Regions from separate parts of the Mus musculus genome. Here regions 2 and 3 are each linked to region 1. Evidence: chromatin contacts called from public HiChIP or PLAC-seq data. All regions are on one chromosome and are shown on one strand. Each heading gives the region's core, a stretch centred on a gene start, on an enhancer-like site or on the middle of the called end of the contact. The rest is flanking DNA. Distances are from core to core; before and after follow the strand shown.

Region 1 (4,369 bases), core at 1,131-3,630:
TCTACAAAGTGAGTTCCAGGACAGCCAGGGCTACACAGAGAAACCCTGTCTCTAAAAACAAAAAGTGAAACAAGAGAAAAAAATTGCCTCTTTCCAGAATTTCCTTGCAGTTCATCACTTTGAGGGGCAACGGTGGTTCTATGGAACATGGCAGAAACAGCATGGATGTCATCCCAGTCTGACTTGTGTGTGAGCAAACTAGCCAGGACGGGAGACCAATCAAACTTACTTCAAACTCAGGCAAATGAGTGAGATAACTGCTTCAGAAAACCACCATTTATCTTTTATCCTAACTGCAGATAACACAGTCCATCTACAACCTACCCGTGTCCCTCCGAGATACTATTTCTTTATGTCCATCAAGCTACAAAATATTCATGAATGCCATGGATTCAGAGGCCCAGACGCCTCTCCATCAATGCATTATGATACTTTTTTGGAAAGATCAGCTTCATTTCTTGGAAGGTTATCATACTCCTCAGAAGTGGGCAAGAAAAATGTGCACTTAGGGCCACCAGCTTCCCTCCAACACACGGGCCTTTGACACTACTCACCCCGCTGACACCCGGGAATCAGAGCCCACCACGACACCCCCGTCAAACTCCACTGCCATGATGGTTGTCTGCAGAGAGACAGTACGAAAAGTCAGAGCTAGGAGCGTCTTGAGCCTCCATCTTAAGGAGGAGAAAATGTCCATGCAGGAGGTGACCGACTCAAGGTCACCCTGAAAAGCAAGGATGGTTCCTGGAGGCAGACACAATCTGCATGAGGAGAGCAAGAACTGAGAGGAAGGCCCAGGAAACCGGCCCCGCTGCTTGTGAATTGCGTACCACATGCATCATTACTGTGAATTACTGTGACACAAGACCAGGTCTTTCCTGGTCCTGGATCCCCCACCTGCAACCTTACTTTATCAGAAGGGGAGCCTTAGTGTTACTGAACAAGGGACACAGAGAGGCCGGGGGTTAACATGGCCAGGAGTCGAGACACAGAAGCAGCAAGGATCCTTCAGGTAGGGCACAAATTTCACTTAAGCGAAGTCTCTGCAGCCAGGGGAAAGGACTTCTGGATAGCAGAGTTTTTCCAGGTCAAGGAAAGAATTACGGATAAGTGAAGGAGGGTAGACACATCTACTTCCCCCACACCTTCTAGGTTAAAAGGCACCTTAGGAGACCCTTGGGTGCACTGAGAAAACTGACTTATGGAGACGAATGAGCTTCCCAAGTTGACTCAGGTCTCACTCTGAACCCTTGATTGATTTGATTTCTAAGTCCCACAGCTCCGTGGCAGCGAGGGAGACTTTTTCCAACCTTTCTGTCCACTCCATGTCGTTCTGATCTCCGGGGACCCTGCCCGCGAGTGTGCTTTCTGAGCACAAGTAAAAGGCCAGAAATGTCCACTTTGTTCCTCCACACCATGTTAACACTGTGGTTGGTGGCTTTTAGAGAGCAGAAACCAGCTGCCATCTTCCCAGCTCCTAGGTCTGGGCAAAGTTCTCAGGCAAGCATGGGAATGACGGTGTTGGGACAGGGTGGGGTGGAGTGTGCTGCAGGGCAGCACCTGGAACAAGGAGGACCACCGATCATCCCCATCTCCCCCTCAATCCTGGCGCCAGAGAGCTTGTCCTCACTCAGGGTGGGGGCTGTCTGGGGCTAGGTTAAGCAAAGATCTGTATGATGTGTAGGTAGGTCCTTTTCAGTGAGCCTCCATATTACCTTCTCTCAGGTGCTTCATCCAGGACACCTCAGCACCTCTTTTGCAGGGGTCCCCAAGCCCCTCACTTGATTTAGCCAGTAACCCCAACTGCGCAGTCTAGAGTGAAAGCGAAAGCGCTTTGGAGCAACTTCCCTTAGACGCTTCCAGCTCAAGCCAAAGAACGCACCTTCTCACCAGCTTCGCATGCGGATCCCTCCACAGACCCCTGGACACCACACTTCTGAGCAGGGATACCCTACGTTCACTGTGGAGCGCAAGCGCTGGGCGCTACAAGCTTCCTAAGTCTCTTGGTTTACTTCCAGAGCTTTAGGGGTCCCTGATCACTCCACCCGCTGACTCTCACCCCGAGACCCATTACCCCGGTGTGGACTTCTTCCGTCCGGAACGAGCCGGCGGTAGGTGCTCCTGCCCGCAGCATCTCAGCAGAGCGGGGCTCGGCTTTCCAATCAGCGGCTGCGCGCGGTGCAGGCAACTTGCAGACTGAGGCCCCGCCCCATCATCGCGCAAGGGGCGTGCCGTTCTACCAGCATTTGGCGCCCAGAGCAAACCTGAGCAGGGCAAATCTGCCCAGAGACAGGTGACGACAGAGGGTCCTGCCCTCAATCTGGGGTGGGGCCTGGGATGGGAAAATTCACGCAAGCAAGTTAAGGGGGCTGGGGAAGAAGAGGAGAATGAGATTCATGGAGAAGAACACGACAGGCCAGGGCTGCTAGGCAGAACTCCAACTACAGCTTCAGCGGCAGCTTCCAGAACAGCCTGAGCAAGCCAGTCTCAGAAGGAGGCGTGTCTAGTGATTCGAGGTCGGCTTTCGGTTTCTTCTTCCTCTAAACGCCAGCACTTCTAGTCAGCTCCACCAGCTCGAGCGGGTTCCCGGGACTTTACGCGCACGCCCTCGGACCCGCCCTTCTTCCTTCCCCACGGAGACTCCTGTGCAGCGCGGACGTCGAGAGTCCCAGGCTAGGACCAGACTCTGGACAGCTCACGCTCGATGGCTGCGCACGTCTGGCTGGCGGCCGCCCTGCTCCTTCTGGTGGACTGGCTGCTGCTGCGGCCCATGCTCCCGGGAATCTTCTCCCTGTTGGTTCCCGAGGTGCCGCTGCTCCGGGTCTGGGTGGTGGGCCTGAGTCGCTGGGCCATCCTAGGACTAGGGGTCCGCGGGGTCCTCGGGGTCACCGCAGGAGCCCATGGCTGGCTGGCTGCTTTGCAGCCGCTGGTGGCCGCACTGAGTTTGGCCCTGCCTGGACTTGCCTTGTTCCGAGAGCTGGCCGCCTGGGGAACACTCCGGGAGGGTGACAGCGCTGGATTACTGTACTGGAACAGTCGTCCAGATGCCTTCGCTATCAGTTATGTGGCAGCATTGCCCGCAGCCGCCCTGTGGCACAAGTTGGGGAGCCTCTGGGCGCCCAGCGGCAACAGGGACGCTGGAGACATGCTGTGTCGGATGCTGGGCTTCCTGGGCCCTAAGAAGAGACGTCTCTACCTGGTTCTGGTTCTCTTGATTCTCTCTTGCCTTGGTAAGGGAGACTGGGTGAAAGAGCAGGCCACAGGGGACAGGGCAATGGGCATTCCAGGCAGAAAGGGAGAGTAAAGTAGTCCCGGGAAGCGTCAGAGACACTAAGGAGGCAACTTAGGCGGAAAGAGAAGGACCCAGGCCCGAGAAGGGGTCCAGACAAGGGCGTTGGGGACAGGGTCTTCTGGGAGCAGAACTTCACATCATAGCCCAAATGTGAAGGTTTCTTTCCACACCGCCATCTTCTCCTCTCCTCTTCTCTCTCCTCTCCTCTCCTCTCCTCTCCTCTCCTCTCCTCTCCTCTCCTCTCCTCTCCTCTCCTCTCCTCTCCTCTCCTCTCCCCTCCCCTGCCCTCCCCTCCCCTCCCCTCCCCTCCCCTCCCCTCCCCTCCCCTCCCCTCCCCTCCCCTCCCCTCCCCTCCCCTCCCCTCCCCTCCCCCTTCCCCTCTTTTCTATTCTTTCCTTTTTGAGATAGGGTCTTTCTTTGTAGCTTTGGCTCTTCTGGAATTCATTATGTAGCCCAGGTTGGTCTCAAACCCAGAGAGATCTGCTCGCTTCTACTTGGAGTGCTGGGATTAACAGCCTGTGCCCCCAAGGTCTGCTAACCGCCCTCAAGTAGCCCTTGAGAAGTTTGATGTAGCCGAGCAGGCTTGGGTCTGTGAACAGGCTTGGGTCTGGGAGCTCAGCTTCCTGGATAGTGGTGAAGGGAGAGGGGCAGAAGTTGCGGGTAGTTTGCTCATAATGTTTGTGACTGAGGTGTCTCTCCTCTCTCCCCAGGGGAAATGGCCATTCCCTTCTTCACGGGCCGCATCACTGACTGGATTCTTCAGGATAAGACAGTTCCTAGCTTCACCCGCAACATATGGCTCATGTCCATTCTCACCATAGCCAGGTGTGGAGGATGGGAATGGGGGTCCCAGAGCAGAGGGGACTGGCTGTTGGGACTGTCATTTAAGTTACACTTCTGTGGGGATCTGGGACTCTGTCTCAGGAAGGAGACAACTGATCCTCCCGTGTCTCTGACTCTAGCACAGCGCTGGAGTTTGCAAGTGATGGAATCTACAACATCACCATGGGACACATGCACGGCCGTGTGCACAGAGAGGTGTTTCGGGCCGTCCTTCGCCAGGAGACAGGGTTTTTC
Region 2 (4,369 bases), core at 1,313-3,812, 220 kb after region 1:
GAGTATAGTAAAAGATAAGATCTAACACTCCAAACAGATTTCCAAAAAATCATAAGAAACCATTCCATGTATCTGGCCAGTGAATCATTCACAGTCCCGTATAGAATTAGACACTACCCTTCCTCACCCCCTTCTCCTCCTTTTCTTAATCCTGCAAATTATATCCTGCCTTACAAACTTCTTATCTAATCTTATCCAACAACAAATACAAAAGGTTTCTAGACTTTTAACCAGTTGTAATTACAGGATTACTGGGATTATTGATCCTTAGCTACAGAGCCGGAGACTTGTAACACCAAATTTATATCCTCAGAGCTATGGCCAAACTTGCCCCAAGCTCCCCACAAAACCCCACCAATCCCTGAGTCCACCCCACCTCCCAGCAAGCTCAGGACTTGAAATCTCACCAATCCTCAACCTGGAAGTCTCTGCCCTGAGGAGCTCCACCCCTCAGAAATCCTATATAAGCCTTGCTGTTTGTTCAGTTCCCTGCTCCCAGGAACAGAGGACAGTCATCCCTGAATTTGTCCTTCCACACCCTGGACCCTCCAATAAATCTCTTTATGAGATTTACTGCCTGGTGTGACTCTCTCATCAGAACTGAAGCCAAGAAGAAAGGAAGCAATGAAGAGAAGAGAAGGAGCGGGGCTGAGGCTCCTGAGCTCAGCTGGGGATCCCCTCCCCTGGGAGCGTCAATGCCTCTGCTGAGGAGGCTTCCTCACAGAGCTGTGTGGATCCTGGGCTCTGTGTCTCAGGATGCCCTTCTATTAGGACAACTTTTCTTGCAGAACTGTGTGGTTCCTGGGCTTCCCAGTCCCAGGATACCCTCCCATCCGAGCAGAAACACGTACACCCTGAACTGTTGCTGATTTCAATGGCTCCCCTAGAAGAACAGATGAAGGTCTCTGTGGTCTTCAAAAACCACATAAGGGAGACACTCAAAGATGCAGAAACTGAGCATCCTGGGGAGAAGAAGGTGGGGTCCTGCCAAGGTTCAGCTGAAGTCCTAAGTGCCAGAGTCTCAGGAGTGTGGAGTGTAGAGAACCAGGCAGAGCTGGATTTGGACTGGAAGCAGTTCTCTGACTTGGTGTGCTGCTTGGGAGATGTGTTCATCTCTGCAGGCTACAGCTGGAGGCAAGGCTCTACTTCCTGCAGTATTTGAGTCAACTTACTGGTGTTATATCTGTTAGCACAACAGTCTGAGGTCAGATCAGAATTGCCCTGGAAGCTCAGAGAGGGAACTTCTCTCAGCCCTGAAGATTAATATCATACATGGGGAAGAGTTTAAGTTCTTTCCCCATCTAGATCTCCTGTCAACTGCACCATGGCAAAAGAGCTGGCCCCTTTAAAGATCAAGCTAACTCTGGGCAGATTAAAGTACTAGGGGTTGAACCTAAGACCACATGCATGCTGAGCAAGTGACTTCCACTGAGCTACAGGCCCAGATCTCTTTTTACTTTTACAGGACTCACTGTTTGGCAGATAACTTTGAACTTGTGATACTCCCATCTTACCCTCTGAAGTAGCTAAAATCACAGACTTGTGATCTACAAGGTCCCCGTAGGAAATTTTTTTCCTTCAAATTCATTTCAATATTCCACTAACTTACTATTATGCAGTTGCATGTGGTGTGGACAGAATAAGAACTGATCAATCTGAGGCTGGGGAGATGGCTCCGTTGAGAAAGGGCTTACAACACAAGCATGATGCCCTCAGCTTGATCTTCAGAACCACTATAAAAAGCTAGACTCATGACACCCAAATATAATCCCAGCACTGGAGAGGCTGAGGCAGGTGGATCCCTGAGGCCTGCTGGCCAGGCACACCAGCCTAACCAGCAAGCCCTATGTCACAGTGAGAGAGCCTGTCTCAAATAAGGTACATGGCTTCTGAGGAATGACATCCTAATTGACATCTGGCTGTGACACGCACACACATATACATGTGCACACTGTCACACACTTTTGCATTCTCTCTCTCTCTCTCTCACACACACACACACACACCACATGCACACACACACACTCACACACACACACACCACATGCACATAATAGAAATCAACCTGACCAGTAGACATATTTACAATCCATTCTGTAAATCCTGTGACTGGAATGTTTCTTATTTTATTAAAACTAAGCAGTAGAGCCTTTTGGTATTCAATTCACTGATAACCTATCCCAGCTGATGAATATGTTCCTAACTAATAGCACAAAATAAGTAGCATTTCCTTACAGTAACAATGTTTTATAGAAGTAAAATCAACTTAAATGTGTAACCAGCAATCCACGGAGTGTGTACGGATGGAGGTGCGCTCCTCGAGTTGTACTGACATTCCAAATATCATATCCTTGTAAGCCCGTACAGCACCAATATTGAGGAGCTAATCTCAGATAGAGATCTCAGACACCAGAAGTAACTAAGTCATGTTCTGACAACCATAGAAAGAAATAGTCATTAAACCCAAAGGCAGTTTTGTGCCCGTTAGCAGCTATGTGCCTACATGAAGCTGGCAGCATGCGTGCCCCACCTACACACGCTCACTGTCTGATGGGAGGTGAGTGCCCCCTGGTGGATACCTGTGGATAACACATCAATTTTCATTTTAGAGCGAAGCTGTGTGGCAGAGGCCAACTCCGAGCACTGATAAAGCCACAGGCTTCCAGAGGGAGTGGGAGATGGGGGCAGATTATCCTTGAAGGGCTAATGTTGGGCTAACTGCTGCCTTCTCAAAGAAGCCAGAGCAGAACTCCCCTTCTCTTCAGAGAGAGGAAGACATCATTTGTCACCATCAGGTTTCAATGCAGAAAACTGAGAAGGAGGTGTTCACCCAGAAGGAAGGGGCTCAGGTGGCACATATAGGGTAAAGAGCAGTATGTTGAATGTGTGGGACCTCTTAAATATGTCAGCCTATAACAATAACAATACTGTCCCGTGGAATTTTAGTGTTGCCTGACCCAGGAAGATAGGGACACGTGATTGGCATGCAAATCAAATGCTCACAGATGATAAAGAACTTTCTTGTAAAACAATTATTTGAAATATATATATATATATATATATGTGTGTGTGTGTGTGTGTGTGTGTATATATTTTTTTTATTGCCATATATTAAGAAGGATGCAGGGTGGAGAGATGGCTAAGAGCACTTGCTGATCTTGCAGAGGACCTGAGGTTGGCTAGCAATAGCTCACAACACCTATAACTCCAACTCCAGGAAGATTACTTCTGACTTGCATGGGTACCTGCACTCATGCACACATACCAACATGCAGACTTCGCCACTGGCACACACTCATATACATAATTTAAAATAAAATATGCTTTAAATAAATAACTGAAAGTGAAAGCCATTTTGCAGGCTAATGAGATATGTATTTGTCCAATACAACACAATCCAAAGATGCTCTGATTTGGCCCCACCTGGCAGGAGAGCTGCTCTGGGAAATACTAAGTCTTTAACTTAAATCTGCCAGTCACAGCACCTTGTTCCATAGAAGAGGAAAACTGTCAATACATCGAAAGCACTACAGGCACAGCAAAGGATAGCTTCTGGCTTGAGCTGAGGTGTGTCAGGTAGCACTGGCAGGTGTGGCATGACGTGAGGGTACATGTACAGCAAAGCACAGCATATCTTCATGTTGTATGTGGCTCTAGTAGTCCCATGTGCTGCTGTTTGACCAGGGAGCAACTGGTCTCTGAAGGCTCAGTGGTCATGGGGCTCTCTGGGCCTTGAAGGCTTGGTTCCAAGATGATGCCTAGAACCTGGATGCTTTTTGGTGGAATCTTGGACCCTCTGGGGATTTTTGTGGTGTGTGTTTTCTTGTTTTCAGGCAGCAGGGATTGAATATAGGGTCTTCCACAGGCTAGAAGCGTCCTGCCAATGAGTTCCTGGAATGCTCTTTATTGATGGTTACTGTACACTGTCATTCTATGTTCTTACAGTGCAGGTGGGATTCAGGGCTTCTCCCTGCTTCCATATTTATCATAGCACAATTCCTCATAGCTAACTGTACAGTCAGGCAGGATGCCTATTGATGGATGAATGGGTAAAGGAAAGGACTGAAAGTTTTATCTACTTAGCAACTGAAATGATATAGATACAGACATTGATAGATTCTGATGCATGTATCAGTTTTTATGCATCGGCTTCAGTTGTGTGTACGCATAGATATACTCATTCATATACATACACATATGACTAGACTCAGAAGAAAAGGAAATGAAAGAGTTAAGTCACTGAACTGTTTAACTTAGAAACCCTGACCATAGAAGCTACACACTGGATGCTTCATTTTCTCCCAGCATGAGGTATCCTGCCTTCCCAGGCCACTGCACAAAGAGGTTCAGGTGTGGCTCAACAACCAGT
Region 3 (4,369 bases), core at 767-3,266, 190 kb after region 1:
GTGTCTATAGCCCATCCATTTAGCCAAGTGCTTGCAAGCTCTATCACAATGTATCTGATGCTTTGATACACTGTCATCTCCTGGCTAGTCCTCTATTCACTTAAGAAAGAATTGAATAGACAGGGACACAGTTCAACTTTCGGATTCTCATTCACTCAGGCCTGGAGATACCCTCCACAGACATTGATTAAATCTGCCTCATCCAGATGGGGAATACACAGCATGAACAGCCTCAGCTGGGCCCTTCCATTGTAGTGCCAAGGAAGTGTTTGATCCTCAAAAAAAATAGACAGGAGCCAATCTGATGCAGCTGACAACAGGGTCTTTATTCTATTCCAGCTAGCTCAGGCCCCCTCAACACACCACTATCACGCAGGATGTTTTTGGTTGGGGGGTGCCCCAAATACCTAGGCTTTATAGTAAGCAGCAAGCAGGGAGTACACATGCAAGCATCTAATTGGAAAGCTATTTCACATAATTGGCTGGTGCTAGAAGTCATATCATAAACTTAATTTTTTTCTTAATTTCTGCTTCCCTCTGCATTGGTGGTCACTACAAGACTAGAGCCTGTAACCTGGGGGAACATGTTTATTGGGGGGATAGCCTGGAGATGCTGGTCTTGTTGAGGGTGTGACCTGGAGACGCTGGTCTTGTTGGGGATTAGCCTAGAGACTGGAGCTAGGCTTGGGTTTTGTTGGTGGGGGGGCAACTTGTAAACTAATGCCAGGTACCAGCCTGTTAGTTTACCTGAGTTCAAACTTAGGTCAGGTTTTCTAAAATGGAGTCTGAACTAAAAAGATTTGGCCTCTCACCATCTCCCTCCTTTGTCGGCGAGCAAAGAGAGGGAAAGCCTGTGAATGCTGGAACAATTATCTTCTTGCTCACAATGACAAGAAAAAAAAAAAAAAACCCTTACAACAGTCAAGAAATCTGTGATTTGGCTGGAGAGATGGCTCAGTGGTTAGGAACACTTCAGGGGGCCTGAGTTTGGTTCCCAGCCCCCACATTAGGAAGCCTACAACTGTCTGTAACTTAGCTCCAGGGAACCCGAAGGTCTCTTCTGGACTCCAAGGACACTTGTGTTCATATTCACAAGCACACAACTCTCCCCACCCCCAACACACACACACACACACTTAAAAATAAAATAATTCTTTAAAAGGGAAGAAAGAAAGCACTGATTTGAATCCTCAAAATTCTAGCTCTAAGATTGAACGTCCACAAGCAGGTCATAGGAGGCACACAATGGAATGGAACAAGCACAGGCAGACATTTTCTAACAAAATTGTACATATCACAATTGTACATATCACAATGCTAACTTAAAGATGAAAAAGAAGCTTTTGAAAGAAATCATTCCAAGAAAATAATTCCCTTTTAAGTGAAGATATTCACTGAGACCGTGTGACTTTCAGCAGTTGTGAAGGGATGACAATATACAGTAGAGTATGAAGATGCAAAATGGAGGTGGAGGTAGAGAGATGACTCGGTGGTTAGGGGCACTGGCTGCCCTTACAGAGGACCAGGGCTGGTTTCCAGCACTCACATGACAGTTCACAACTGCCTGTGACTTTCCTCCTAAGGGATTCTGACACCCCCTTCTGGCCTCCATGGATACTGCACACATAACATCCATGAGGACACAATACCCATACACATGAAATACATTTTAAAAAATGCAAGCCTATTGAGAGATGAAAGAGACCCCTTTTGCTGGCATTTTGTTTAAGACATGGTCCTGTGTTGTTCTGGTTGTCCATGAATTCACCATGTAACCAAGGCTCTACACATACGGCCAGAAGTCAATCATTGTGGGAGGGGTAGAAGCATTCTTGGCTTTATTCTCTCAATCTGTTAGCTGTGTGAGTGACCTCCAATCTGACCACCAGACCTGAGCGCTTCTCCCTGGCTCTGTGGGAGGCAGCTTATGGTGAGAAGTATCTTAAAGTGGCTTTCAAGTTCCTATCAGCTTGTGGCTCAGCCCAGTGCAAAGTCCCTTGGGCTTTAATTACTTCCACCCTTAAATAAGAGCTGAAGATGGCTGCAGCTTTCTCCTAGACTCCTCCAGGAGAAACTCTAAAGCCAGAGCCTGGGGGCAGCATTGTGTGTCCACCTTGCCACTGAGAACATCTACGGAAATTGGACACTCTGGCCCCAGCATCCACACGCTTGACTGTTGGCCACAGTAACACAGGTGTGGATGGTCCCCAGAGCCAGGGTCCAGGAGTGCACTGAGGATCCCTGGGGCTTCAAGGAACCCACAGCTCTGTCCAGACGGTGAGTGAGGGTTTGTGGTTTCTGAGGGAGGTGTGGGCCTGAAGAAGGGTGAATTGAAGTCATGAGGATATAGTGAGAAATGGTTCCTTTTTTGGGGGGAAAGTAGGTAAATGAATTTTAAAAAAAGAGTAAATTAGAAGAATGAAAATAGACTGAATGTGGGAGTGGTCTACTTTCTTGTATGACTTCACTGCCCTACATTGGACTCAGAGAACCCAGCTCCAAGATCCCCCTTGGGACCATGAACTCACAGAAAGGCGAGAGAAAATGGGAACTTGGCAGCTTTCCATGTCCACGGGGAAATTGTTGGTCTTCTGAATAAAGAGGGGACATGAAAGGCCCTGGGGAGGGCTAGGGTTGGTGGGTTTTGTCTTAAGGATTTTGTGGAAGACACAGCTAGAAACCCATGAATAACATTAAGTCTTGGAACAGGGAATTTTTTTCCTGAGAACTTTCACCTGTTGCCCTCCTATGGTGAACCTGGACTTGACCTTCCACTCTGATGATGAAGGGCTCCCCCTCCGTCCCTCCAGCTGGTTGTCTCCTCCCTCTGCTCCTCCTGCTGTTTACCGGAGTCTCTGGAGGTCAGTGTTCTGCCTTCTGTGCTGTGTTGTGTCTTGTGTTCAATGACTTCTCTTGTGTAAATGAACTCCCGTGGCCATCTACTGGCCAAGAAAATATCCTCCCTGATCCTTTGGGTAATTTTTATAAAACCTGGAACTGCGATATCTTCCTAACTCTTTGCTGAGTGTGGGTGAGTTTGGCCTATAAATGCTACAGTGCCTGTGTGTTGAGATATCCTTTGTATGTTCACTGTGCGTGTGAGTTTTCTCCCTGCTGTGGCCAGCTACCTGTCAAGAAGTTTAAAGGTGGAGAGTTAGCTCATGGTTTGAGGGTGTATGGCCGGGAAGGTGTGCATTAGGGGGTTTGTGTGCACAGGAGCACAAAGAGTTTGGACTAAGAGTTCTTAGGTTGTGACTTTAAATAAATCATTCATTCCCTCTGGGACATTATCTCTTCCTTCATAAAACAAAAGCATCTTTAGGTTAGAATTCTCAGACTCTGGAGAGAACTCAGAAAGGAGACCATGTGAATGGCATAGTGGGTAAATATAAGAATCCAGATGAAACCCAGGGCACTGTACATGCTAGACAACTGGTCTACCATCAAACACACCCCAGCCCTAGTATCAAAAATGTTAATGTCCATGAATGCCAATTCAAAACTCTGTAAATTTTTGTGTAAAACATTTTTGTGTATTTGTGTGCATATGTATGTGTGTATGTATGCATGTATTCATATGTGTACCTGTGTGCATGCATTGTGTAGTTTATTGAAGGATTGTTTCTAGTAATAGAGTGAAGTGCTATAAATGTTACTGATTGCCCAAACTGCTGCATAATGATTGCATTCATGTGAAACCATGATTCCCCACTGCACTGTGAAATGGTGGAACGGACTTTCTAAACTGAGCTGCTGACATGTATATATGCTGACACCTGGTGTTAGGCAGAGGAGAACAAGTGTCCCCTGAGTCACAGAGGCACCCCACAATTGGAAGCAATGCAGAACTGAAAAGAGCCTGTCTCCACTCTAGCAACGGTCACTGTGACACTCCTAGCTCAGAACACCACTCTCTAGAGGGTATCATGGCCAGGGCCACCAACCCTAAATTCACACAGAGTTCCCTAACCCTGCCCTTCCTCCCTCCATCCACCCCTCTCTCCTTCCCTCCCTCCATCTCTGCTGCTGCTTTTGTGATCTTGGCTATGTTGGCATATTTGAAGAATGTCCATTTCCTAAACTGTACAATAAACAGGCTGCGTATTTGAGTAGATTCTAAATACTGAAGAAGCTAATATTTCTGAACAAGCATTAATGTTGTAAAAGTCCCAAAAATACACACATGTATATACATATACACAGAGACCGAGACATTTATACACTGAACTATTAAATTTTTATCTGTTAAAATTTAATACTTTTTCTAAAGTAATACAAAGGAGATAAATGTTTAATTCCCTAACTGTGAAAGTGCAGTGTTGTTTGTTTTAAGTCTCATATCTCTAACTTGCTTCCGCAATCTGTCTCT

What was found. HiChIP or PLAC-seq counts read pairs in DNA pulled down with a chosen protein or histone mark.
Region 2: a contact with region 1 is called in an H3K4me3 HiChIP or PLAC-seq map of bone marrow-derived macrophages, with 2.3 times the contacts expected there. The contact joins the enhancer-like site here to the promoter of Tap1 in region 1. A contact is called at or near these places in 5 of 39 promoter capture datasets (cranial neural crest, embryonic stem cells, pre-B cells and 1 more), 3 of 15 datasets of contacts at CTCF or cohesin (embryonic stem cells, large pre-B cells and pro-B cells), 26 of 484 Hi-C or Micro-C datasets (B cells, the G1E-ER4 cell line, bone marrow-derived macrophages and 13 more), 9 of 115 datasets of contacts at active chromatin or transcription factors (the HPC-7 cell line, acute myeloid leukemia, bone marrow-derived macrophages and 4 more) and 4 of 9 other capture datasets (adipose tissue, liver, macrophages and 1 more).
Region 3: an H3K27ac HiChIP or PLAC-seq map of bone marrow-derived dendritic cells shows a contact between it and region 1, with 4 times the contacts expected there. The contact joins the promoter of Btnl1 here to the promoter of Tap1 in region 1. A contact is called at or near these places in 11 of 39 promoter capture datasets (the C10 cell line, the HPC-7 cell line, HPC-7-derived erythroid cells and 5 more), 4 of 15 datasets of contacts at CTCF or cohesin (embryonic stem cells, large pre-B cells and pro-B cells), 16 of 484 Hi-C or Micro-C datasets (the 63-12 cell line, B cells, centrocytes and 5 more), 12 of 115 datasets of contacts at active chromatin or transcription factors (the 230-238 cell line, the HPC-7 cell line, acute myeloid leukemia and 7 more) and 5 of 9 other capture datasets (adipose tissue, embryonic stem cells, liver and 2 more).

What each region holds. Positions count from the first base shown.
Region 1 is chr17:34,185,176-34,189,544 of GRCm38.p6, forward strand. It overlaps Tap1 (transporter 1, ATP-binding cassette, sub-family B (MDR/TAP)), which reads left to right and starts at 2,381. Exons shown (of 11, transcript NM_013683.2): 1 at 2,381-3,230; 2 at 4,003-4,117; 3 at 4,255-4,369. The coding sequence starts at 2,705. It overlaps Psmb9 (proteasome (prosome, macropain) subunit, beta type 9 (large multifunctional peptidase 2)), which reads right to left and starts at 2,155. Exons shown (of 6, transcript NM_013585.2): 1 at 2,075-2,155; 2 at 555-622. The coding sequence starts at 2,134.
Region 2 is chr17:34,408,774-34,413,142 of GRCm38.p6, forward strand. All of the region lies in intron 1 of BC051142 (cDNA sequence BC051142), which reads left to right. Among named protein-coding and RNA genes, the nearest start is that of BC051142, 12 kb to the left of the region's middle. Within about 2 kb of position 2,563, at least 1 of the 459 cell types and tissues checked has an H3K27ac peak or open chromatin away from gene starts, as enhancers often do. A contact at or near this core is called in bone marrow-derived macrophages, where this site is marked.
Region 3 is chr17:34,375,116-34,379,484 of GRCm38.p6, forward strand. Btnl1 (butyrophilin-like 1) reads left to right here and starts at 2,017. Exons shown (of 10, transcript NM_001111094.1): 1 at 2,017-2,277; 2 at 2,710-2,861. The coding sequence starts at 2,780.